2 separate regions of the Sus scrofa genome follow, and region 2 is linked to region 1. Evidence: chromatin contacts called from public HiChIP or PLAC-seq data. All regions are on one chromosome and are shown on one strand. Each heading gives the region's core, a stretch centred on a gene start, on an enhancer-like site or on the middle of the called end of the contact. The rest is flanking DNA. Distances are from core to core; before and after follow the strand shown.

The links. HiChIP or PLAC-seq counts read pairs in DNA pulled down with a chosen protein or histone mark.
Region 2: an H3K27ac HiChIP or PLAC-seq map of alveolar macrophages shows a contact between it and region 1. The contact joins the promoter of FERMT3 here to the promoter of RPS6KA4 in region 1. A contact is called at or near these places in 2 of 5 promoter capture datasets (fetal liver and liver), 5 of 47 Hi-C or Micro-C datasets (alveolar macrophages, mesenteric adipose tissue, omental adipose tissue and 2 more) and 1 of 2 datasets of contacts at active chromatin or transcription factors (alveolar macrophages).

Annotation. Positions count from the first base shown.
Region 1 is chr2:7,761,660-7,766,705 of Sscrofa11.1, reverse strand. RPS6KA4 (ribosomal protein S6 kinase alpha-4) reads left to right here and starts at 1,405. Exons shown (of 16, transcript XM_005660758.3): 1 at 1,405-1,573; 2 at 2,443-2,661; 3 at 2,754-2,869; 4 at 3,407-3,514; 5 at 3,972-4,052; 6 at 4,457-4,560; 7 at 4,653-4,803. The coding sequence starts at 1,519.
Region 2 is chr2:7,907,413-7,912,123 of Sscrofa11.1, reverse strand. It overlaps FERMT3 (fermitin family homolog 3), which reads left to right and starts at 2,232. Exons shown (of 15, transcript XM_003122594.4): 1 at 2,232-2,635; 2 at 3,152-3,324. The coding sequence starts at 3,165. It overlaps STIP1 (stress-induced-phosphoprotein 1), which reads left to right. Exons shown (of 15, transcript XM_003353794.4): 15 at 189-681. The coding sequence ends at 261.

The DNA of each region.
Region 1 (5,046 bases), core at 156-2,655:
TGGGGATAACCCACTGTTCTGTCCCCCTCCTCTCAGCCTGAGCTTCCCGGGCTGGTGGCGTGGGAGCACACGCCCTAGCTTCCAGCAGGGCTGAGCTGCTGGAAGCCTCCTCCCATAGGCCTTCGGGGAGGGGCTCTGATGGCTGCCCCAGGCTGTTGGTGGCCCCTTCAACGGTCAGGGAGGGGATGAGGCTCTGAAACACAGGCCAGCCAGGGGTCCTGGGCCCGATGGGGAAAGGAAGCCATTCTGGTGTGGCTCTGACATCTTTTTGAGGTCTACTCTGTGCCAGGCTTGGGGATGACAGGGGACAGAACCAAGGGAGGTGCGTGGCACCGGCGGGGCCGCGAAGGGTGGCTGGAGGCTGAGGCGCTCTTACAGGTCTGCTCAAGAGAGATTCGGTCAGAAAATTGGCTGCCCCTCCCTGCTGGGGGTCAGGCGGGGCTCCCTCTCAGTGTCCCCTGCAGGTGGTCCTCTGGGTAGGGGGAGCCCAGAGACAGGGCTTGGTCTTCAGGGTGCCTGGGCCCCCAGGCCTTCCCTGCACAGGCAAGTCCGCAGAGAGAGGATCTCTGGCTGTTCAGGGTATAGACAGGGACCCAAACACCCTCCCAGCCTGCCCAGCACCAAGATCGAGAGCCACAGAGTGAGGTGCTAAGCTGAGGCTGCGCTGGCAGCAGCTGGAGAAGGGTGGCCGTGCGGCCTCAGGCTGCTCATCTGTCAAGGGGATCTATAGATCCCCTCTCCTATTTGCTGCAGTCAAGGAATGATCAAAAACAGCTTGTGATTTTTTTTTTTTTTGGTGCTGAAACCCGGGACTGAGTGGTTTTTTTTTTTTTTTTTTTTTGGCTGCACCTGAAGCATGGAGAAGTTTCTGGGCTGGGGATCGAATTCCAGCCCCGGCTGCAACTTATGCCACAGCAGCAGCAATGCTGGATCCTTAACCCACCGCTGGGGCCAGGGATGGGACCCTCCGCACCACGGAGACAGCAAGGGATCCTTAACCTGATGCACCACAGCAGGAACTGCCCGTGGGTTGTGATTTTAAGAAAATCCTTCACTTTCGCTGGTGGCTAAGAATTGGACAGAGCTGCTTGGCTGCCCTTAGGCCTGGCATCCCGGACGGGGAGGCCTCTAAATCCCGAGTGGGACTCCCAGTCCCCTTGGGGCGCAGCCTGAGGCAGACACCTGGCTTGGGAGTGTCCACCCCATGGAGGCTCCAGGTTATCCACGGAGTCCAGGCATGGGATATTCGCAGGTCCCCTGGGGTCCCCGAGCGCACAACCCTGGCGCCAGCCCCGCGCGCCCGCGGGAGACGGACCGCCCCCGCCCGCCCACCGGCGGCCCGGCGCTGTCACGTTCCAGCGCCTGACTCAGGCCGCACGGGGCGGGGAGCCGGGAGGCGGCGCCGGCGCCCGCCTGGGCCCCGGAGGCGGCACCAGGAAGCGCCCGCCCCGGCCGGAGCCGCCATGTAACCGGCGCCGCCCGGAGCCGAGCCTCGCGGGCCCCAGCGACCCGCCCGCCATGGGGGACGAGGACGAGGACGAAGGCTGTGCGGTGGAGCTGCGGATCACCGAAGGTGGGGCAGGGGCGGCGGGGGCGCAGGCCGGGGGAGGGTGGTCCAGGCCGGCCGGGAGGGTTCGTGCACTGGCTGGGCTCATTTGCCCCCTGTGCCCGCAGCCAACCTGACCGGGCACGAGGAGAAGGTGGGCGTGGAGAACTTCCAGCTGCTCAAGGTGCTGGGCACGGGAGGTGAGGACCCCCCCCATCCACCGGCAGGTGTCCCAGGCGTGGTGCCCTGGGCCACCCGCCCCGCACCCGCCCGGGCCGGGCCAGGCCACCCACAGTGTCCCCCACCCTCTCCTGGCACAGCCCGCTTTGCCAGCCTTGCCCTGCCCTGCCAAGGTTTGCACGCCCACTCCCGGGGCTGCTCCACGTTGACACTGCTTCTCCCTGGAAGGTCCTTCCAGGTTTGCCAACACTCTTGGGGGCTTGTACCCGCCTGTGTGATTCCAGGGTTCCTCCTCTAGAGAGATGAGAGCCCTCTCCCCTGCTTTGCAAACTGCCCCCCTCGGGTTTGACCATCCCTCCCCTCTGCACGCACCTCTGCCTCCCTTCCTGGGCTTTGCATCCTCTTGCATTTGTCTGATCAGCCACAGGTTTGCACATGCCCCGCCCCCACCCTGCGCTGCAGGCCTCCTGGGGTTGCGTGTCCCCCCCAGCCTGGTTTACACACTGCACCCCCACCCACCCGGTTTTGCTGAGCACCCTCCGGGGGTGTGCACACCTTTTCCTTAGAGCTCTGCCAGCTTTTGCACACCTGCCTCTCACCCCAGCTCCTTCCCCGCCACTTGCACACCCTCCCGGGGTGGTGTCACTCCCACCCTCACCAGTCTGCACCACCCTCCTGCTCACGGCCTACTCTCCGCCCACTCGCCGCTCCCGCAGCCTACGGGAAGGTGTTCCTGGTGCGGAAGGCAGGCGGGCACGACGCGGGGAAGCTGTATGCCATGAAGGTGCTGCGCAAGGCGGCTCTGGTGCAGCGGGCCAAGACGCAGGAGCACACACGCACGGAGCGCTCCGTGCTGGAGCTGGTGCGCCAGGCACCCTTCCTGGTCACGCTGCACTACGCCTTCCAGACTGATGCCAAGCTGCACCTCATCCTGGGTAAGGGCAGGCACGTGCCAACCTTGGGGGCCACGGTGGCAGGTGGAGCGACCCTTGGGGGCCACTCCCCAACCTCCACCCCCCCTCCCCAGACTATGTGAACGGCGGAGAGATGTTCACCCACCTCTACCAGCGCCAGTACTTCAAGGAGGCCGAGGTGCGCGTGTACGGGGGCGAGATCGTGCTGGCCCTGGAGCACCTGCATAAGGTGGGTGAGGACCTGGCCACCTGCCCGTTGCCGTGGGGACTGGGTCTGGGCCTTAGAAGAGTCCTGTGAATATAGCAGCCGGGGGCTTCCTTTGGGGAGGTGCCCTGGGAGGGAACTGGAGCTGCTTCTGTTAGGCCTCCTGGAAGGAAGGCCTTGTGTTGCCTGGTTGGGGGGGGGGTCTCTCCTCCCCTCGCACCTCCTCGAAGGGGCTTTCCTGTCGCGGGAACTCCGGGCTGCTTCCTGGGGCCATGTTCACAGAACTTCCTCAAATAGAGAGCTCACGCCTTGGCTCCCAGAGCCAGCATGAAATGAGGCTTCGCATGGCTTTCCTCTCTCTGGGACCTCAGGCCCCACTCCCTCGCATCTCCTTTCTTGCTTTCATATCTTAAGTGGCTTTTTCTATCCAATGGCCTAGGTCTGCCCCCGGCCACCCTTGCTCGGGAGATCCGCTTCCCCAGGGATCTGGTGCAGGGATGGGAGCTGTAGCAGCGGGGGGAGGCGGGGGAGGAATCCTCAGTGCCTTCTTGCTCCTGCCAGCTGGGCATCATCTACCGAGATCTGAAGCTGGAGAACGTGCTGCTGGACTCCGAGGGCCATATCGTCCTCACGGACTTTGGGCTTAGCAAGGAGTTCCTGACGGAGGAGGTGAGTGAAGGGCGGTCTTGGCCTCCTGCAGCCCCACACAGGCCCTCCCTTCCTGGCTTCAGCTCCATGCTGGGCTCTGTGTTCCTCGGGGGCCCAGAGCTGATTAGAGTCAGGCCCTACCTTCAGGAAGTTCCCACTGCTCCAACCCTTACGAAGTCCAGCGAGTCTTATCTTGAGCCTTGGGGATGGCTAGGTGTCCAAATGGGTCCTCTTGGAGTTCCTGTTGTGGCTCCGAGGTAACGAACCTGGCTAGTATCCATGAGGATGCAGGTTCGATCCCTGGCCCTGCTCAGTGGGTTAGGGATCTGGCATTGCTGTGGCTGTGGTGTAGACTGGCAGCTGTAGCTCTGATTTGACCCCTAGCCTGGGAACGTCCATATGCCGCCCCTGTGGCCCTAAAACAAAACAAAACAGGAAACAAAACAAACAATACAAAAGGGTCCTCTTGCCTTCCCAGAAAGAGCGGACCTTCTCCTTCTGTGGCACCATTGAGTACATGGCTCCTGAAATCATCCGCAGCAAGTCAGGCCACGGCAAGGTGGGTTCACTTATTAAAAGCACACACATGAGTTCCCATCGTGACTCAGTGGTTAATGAATCTGACTAGGAACCATGAGGTTGTGGGTTCGATCCCTGGCCTCACTCAGTGGGTTAAGGATCCGGCATTGCTGTGAGCTGTGGTGTAGATTGCAGACGTGGCTCCGATCCCGAGTTGCTGTGTCTCTGGTGTAGGCCAGCGGCTATAGCTCCGATTTGACCCCTAGCCTGGGAACCTCCATATGCCGTGGGAGCGGCCCTAGAAATGGCAAAAAGACCAAAAAGAAAAAAAAAAAAGCACACACAGGTGCAGTGCAGAGCTCGTGAGAGTGTGGGGGGGAGTGGAGGGGGGTGGAGGGGGAGGCAGGGGTGGCCGCAGGCCCTCATCCTGCCTCTGCCCGGCAGGCTGTGGACTGGTGGAGCCTAGGCATCCTGCTCTTTGAGCTGCTGACAGGGGCCTCGCCCTTCACCCTGGAGGGTGAGCGGAATACACAGGCAGAGGTGTCTCGGTGAGTAGGGCTGGAAGCAGAGGGTGGCCGAGGGGCCTGGGCAGGGCTGGGGGGGGGCTCGCTGCCCCTGACGCCCCCCCCAATCCTCCCAGACGGATCCTGAAGTGCTCCCCTCCCTTCCCCCCTCGGATCGGGCCAGTGGCACAGGACCTACTGCAGCGGCTACTTTGCAAGGATCCCAAGAAACGGCTGGGTGCGGGACCCCAGGGGGCACAGGAAGTTAAGAATCACCCCTTCTTCCAGGTGAGGCTCCCGGCTCACCCCCATACCTCTCTGCACACACTGGGGCCCGGGCTATGGCTCTGGGCTGGGGGATGCTGGGGCGGGGGTGGTCTGAGACTGGACAATTTCACTTGCTTTAGAAAATTCACCAAAGAAAGCTGGCTTGTCTTCTCATCCATCTCAATTGAAACTTGGAAGATGTTCTCAGGGGAGAGAATTCTAGGTTCGTTGCCTGGCAGGGCTGATTCATCAGTCCTTTTATTG
Region 2 (4,711 bases), core at 983-3,482, 140 kb before region 1:
TGGGGCGGGCCAGGTTCCCAGCGCCGGCAGAGGGGGCCTGTGCGGTTCTCTGCTGGGCGGTCTTCACAGTTCCCCCTTCCCCACCTCCTGTTGGTGGCCTCAAGGGTTTGCAATGGAGCTTGCTCTGCGAGCAAGTAAATTTTTTAGGTAAAGTCTCATTTCAAATAACTTGGCCTCTTCTTTATCAGACACCTAAAGAATCCTGTAATAGCGCAGAAGATCCAGAAGCTGATGGACGTGGGTCTGATCGCAATTCGGTGATGACATGTTCGTCATCCCCCTTCCCTTCGTCCTCCTGTGGAAAGAGGAGCTGGGACGGCGGCACGCAGCACGGAGCAGAAGGGAGAGGAGGGGAAACAAGCGAACAACTGCTATATATTTATACAGACCCCTGTGGACGATGCAGAGACTTACACTCCGTTACTCGTGCAGCCGCTGCCTCTGGGCCCTCCCGGCACACGCATGGTCTCTTCTGCTGCCCTCGAGTTCCATGTCTCCTTCCCCTGCCCCCAGTCGCTGTCTCAGCTGCTCTCCCATAGTTGGTTATTTTTTATTTGGGACAGTGGGCTTGTATGGGGAGGGGAGGGTGTGCTTCCCAACCTCAGGTCCCAGCTGTTCTCACATTGTTAACTCCACGTCCTCTTCTCCAATAAAACAAGCCAGTCAGGCGTGGTTATACAAGGCTGTGTCCCTAATTTTTATGCCAAAAGATTTTGCTGTCCTGCGGGGTCACAGCCTGGGTTGGCAGAAGTGTGAGTGCAGATTGGCTCCTGAGAACCAGAGCCTGTCTGTCTGTCCTCAAGGGGTGGGGTCTGTGTGAGCTTGACCTGGTTCCACAGCCTAGTGAGGTGGCCGCTAGGTGGTGCTGTTGCTCAGTGAACCATTGGAGGGAAATCGGAGGCTCCAGCCCAGAGAGGCCCAGCTCCTGAGGTTCAGATGAACTTCCAGTTCTCCACATTCTAATCTCAAATCCACAAACCAGTTAGACCCAAAGGATGCTGGATCTCACCCGTGAAACAAAACCAATTTCCATTGCAAGAGATGCTTCAGACCTCCCTTTTGGAGAGCTGAAGTCTGTCAGCTGCTGCTTGTTAAGTTTTACTTCTTAACTCCCTGCCCTGGACTGAGCCTGAGCACTTTATCATGGTTGCAACAAACTTTCTAAAACCTTGGCCTGGGGTTTCTTCTGGGGCTGGAATAAAACTTCCTCATTTGCTCCATGAGTGCAGCTTGTTGGTTAGGAAGCAGCTGAGGCCAGCAGCTGGCTGCACTTCCTGCAGCCTTGACTTTGCATAAACTGGCCCCTTGGGAATCCCCAGCAGGCCGCCTCACTCATTTGGGTGGCATAGTTCAAAAGCCACCTCCACAGGGATTCCTCTACCTTTGTTGCTACTGTCTCTTCAGGCTCTGTTCCATCCCCAAACTGATCATCTAGAAAGTTGGATTTCTGCTTGGGGAGTTCCCATTGTGGCACAGCGAAAACGAATCTGACTAGGAACCATGAGGTTGTGGGTTTGATCCCTGGCCTTGCTCAGTGGGTTAAGGATCCGGTCTTGCCATGAGCTGTGGTGTAGGTCGCAGACTCGTCCCGGATCTGGCATTGCTGTGGCCATGGCATAGGCTGGCAGTTGTAGCTCCAATTCAACCCCTAGCCTGGGAACCTCCATGTGCTGAGGTTGAGGCCCTAAAAGGACAAAAAACAAAGAATTTCTGCTTGGGAGCTGCTGGTGAATATAAGGCCTTGCTCCCAAAGCTCAGGTACCCGTGTGGGTGATAGGCAGGAAGATGATGGGCTGCCAGGAGTCTCCAAGTCCCGTGTGTGTATGGACTTAACAGGAGTGAGCCTCGTGGGCCCTGGCCTAGGGAAGCACGAGCAGGTGGTGCCACAGTGGCGGAAACAAGTCTGGAGCCTTAAGACCTGAAGGTGCGGGGCAGGCAGGTTGGGAGACATCAGGGCTAATTTCTGTTCAGCCACTCCCGTGGGCAGCTCTCTGGCTGACAGGTTTGGAGGTAGAAGTCCCTGCTTGGGCAGAAAAGACAAAGCGGGTATTTCCCTCGGGGTTGGGGGGCTTTCACGGATCTGCTTTGTGGTGATAAAGGGCCTCCTAGGCTTGAGCTGACTTGACCTGCCAAGTTCCCAAGCAACCCGGATCCCACCCACAGCTCCCCCTCTTGGCAGCAGAGTGATGCGTACAGCCCAGAGACCCCCCCACCTCATGACAGGTTGGAGATGAGAGATGGCTTTCTCTAGGGGAACATGATTTGGTAACTTCTCTGATTTGAATTGAGCTTTCCTCCAAAGGAAGGGACTCTTGGCGTGGTCTTGGGTCCCCAAGCCCCACTTGCTTCCTGTGCTCACTGGGAGCAAAGGCAGGGCCCCAGTGGAACCCTCACCGCCACCGCCACCTCCACCTCCCTACTGGCAGTTGCTTCCTGCACCCAGCTCCAGCCCGCCCTGGGGAGGGGCTGAGCCCGCCCTGTTCATGATAAGACGCAAGGGCTGCCCTCTGAAGAAAGCTCCAGAGAGAAAGCGGAGGGGAAAGAAGCGAGCAGTGGCCTGCAGGTGTGCGGGCTGAGGCCAGGAGTGGCTCACACCCTGACCCCCCACCAGCAACCCCACCCCCTTGCAGACAAGGTAAGTGGGTGGGAGGCCGGAGGCCCAAAGACCCTTGTCTTCCCCGGCCTCCCGGTGCCCCTCTGCCCAGCGTGCCTCTCTCCATGTGGCAGCCTGGACTTCCCACTGCCCTAGAGAGGCTCCGGCTGGTTTGGGGTGATGGAGCTGAGCTTTGGGCCTGATCCGGACTATTTTCTGACCTGGGTTTACAACCATTTCCAGGGTGGGCAGCTGCCAGTGTGGGCTTGGGGCCGGGCTACGGGCATGGAGCTGAGTCATCTTGAGGGAGCCCCTTCCTCTCTTACCCGCCCTCATCTTCCGTCTGGTACGAAGGGAGAGGGCTGGGTGACGTGGTCGCCGAGGGTCCCTCCAGCTCAACCATCTCCGCTCTGCCTGGAACGACTCGGCCCGTGTCTTGCTGCCGTTGGGGCGTTCTGGCCCGAGGGCTCACTCTCTCCCTCCCGCTTGCCCCGGGGAACCACGGGCGACCTGCCAGGCCCCGGTTGCCCACCCAGCGTCCTGCCCACCCTCCCGCAGAGCCACCGCAGCCATGGCGGGCATGCAGACAGCCACGGGGGACTACATCGACTCGTCCTGGGAGCTGCGGGTGTTCGTCGGAGAAGAGGACCCCGAGGCCGAGTCGGTCACCCTCCGGGTCACAGGGGAGTCGCACATCGGTGGGGTGCTCCTGAAGATTGTGGAGGAGATCAGTGAGTGCCCACGGGTCCCCTGGCACTTCCGGGCCGGCCCTGCTGCGCAGCTCTCGATAACAGAGTCGCAGTGACTCAGGCAGCAGCTTAATCATTTGGTTCCAAAAAAGATATTTCCCCAACTTAACTTCCGCTCCCTCCCGCTGTCTTTCCTTCCTCCCCTCCAACTGGCTTTGCTAAGACCCCAAGGGGCAGCCCCAGTCCCCCGTTCACCCACTTCTGGGCAGGAGAGGCCTGGCCTTGGGGGTCATTCTGGGGGTCTGAGGGGAGAGCAGAGGGGGCTCTTGGTGACAGGGACTCACTCCCACACCCTCTCCTCAGGCGGAAGCCCTCAGCAGGCTGGTGACAGGCCCAGCCTGGGTGGGAAGGCCCTGCCCCCACAGGAAGTTACAGCAGAGCGGCCTGTGGTATCAGCCTGGAAGGGAGCAGGCCTGGTGATGGGGGCTTCTCATCGCCTTTCTCTGCTGGGAGCGGGGGCGGCCCCTTCCTGGGAGGGCAGCAGGCCCACTCCGATAGCCAGAGCCGGAAGGCAGACCCACCGATAGGCCCAGGCAGCCTGGGTCCCAGGGCCCTTGCCCGTGGGGACAGGTGGATTCCTCAGACCAGCTGATGTGCCCTGCAGAGCCCAGGAGGGAGGTCGGTCAGCTTGTGGACAGCACGGGGCCCCGGGCAGCCCGGCCAGAGGCTGAGGTGGTGTGGGGAGCTTCTAGAAGGCAAGGCCCAAGGAGGCCGTGAAAGCAGAAGTGGAGACTGGCGGGTCCCTCAGGAGGCTGGGCGTCAGATGGAGACTCAGCAGGCCTGGCCTCGTAGGGCAGAGAGAACGAAAACCCGGTTGGCCCTGGGGCATGGCCCACGGCAAAGCAAGAGACCTAAACAAAAAAGCTGGTCAGACCCCACTCTCCATTGCTGCTGGGCCCCCAGGGTCAAGTCCCTCCAGTTCCTGTCCCCTGGCCTGGGATACTGTCCCCATACCTTTTCTCCCACTCCGACATCTCTGAGGCTCAGCCAAGCCGCCTGTGCCAGCTGCTGGCCTGGAACGCAACGGGGCAGGTGAGCCTCCCACTTTAGCCGCCAGCACAGGGCTGAGCATTAGCTGATGCAGAAGGGGAGCCATCCTGGGAGCCTGGAGCCAAGATGGGCCACAGCTAGCCCAGGACAGAGAGACTTCCCAAGAGAGGCTGCTTAATATGCGTCCTGAGAGGAAGCTGCAGCAAAGAGGAGCCCCGCCAGTTTGGGGGCAGAGCTGAGGTCCAAATTGGGGCCCCTAGGCCAGGGGGGGACTCCTGGAGTGTCACAAGAAACAAGGCTGGCGTGACCACCATAAGGCATTTTAGATTCCATCCTGGGGAGTTCCTGTTGTGGCTCAGTGGGTTAAGAACCTGATATG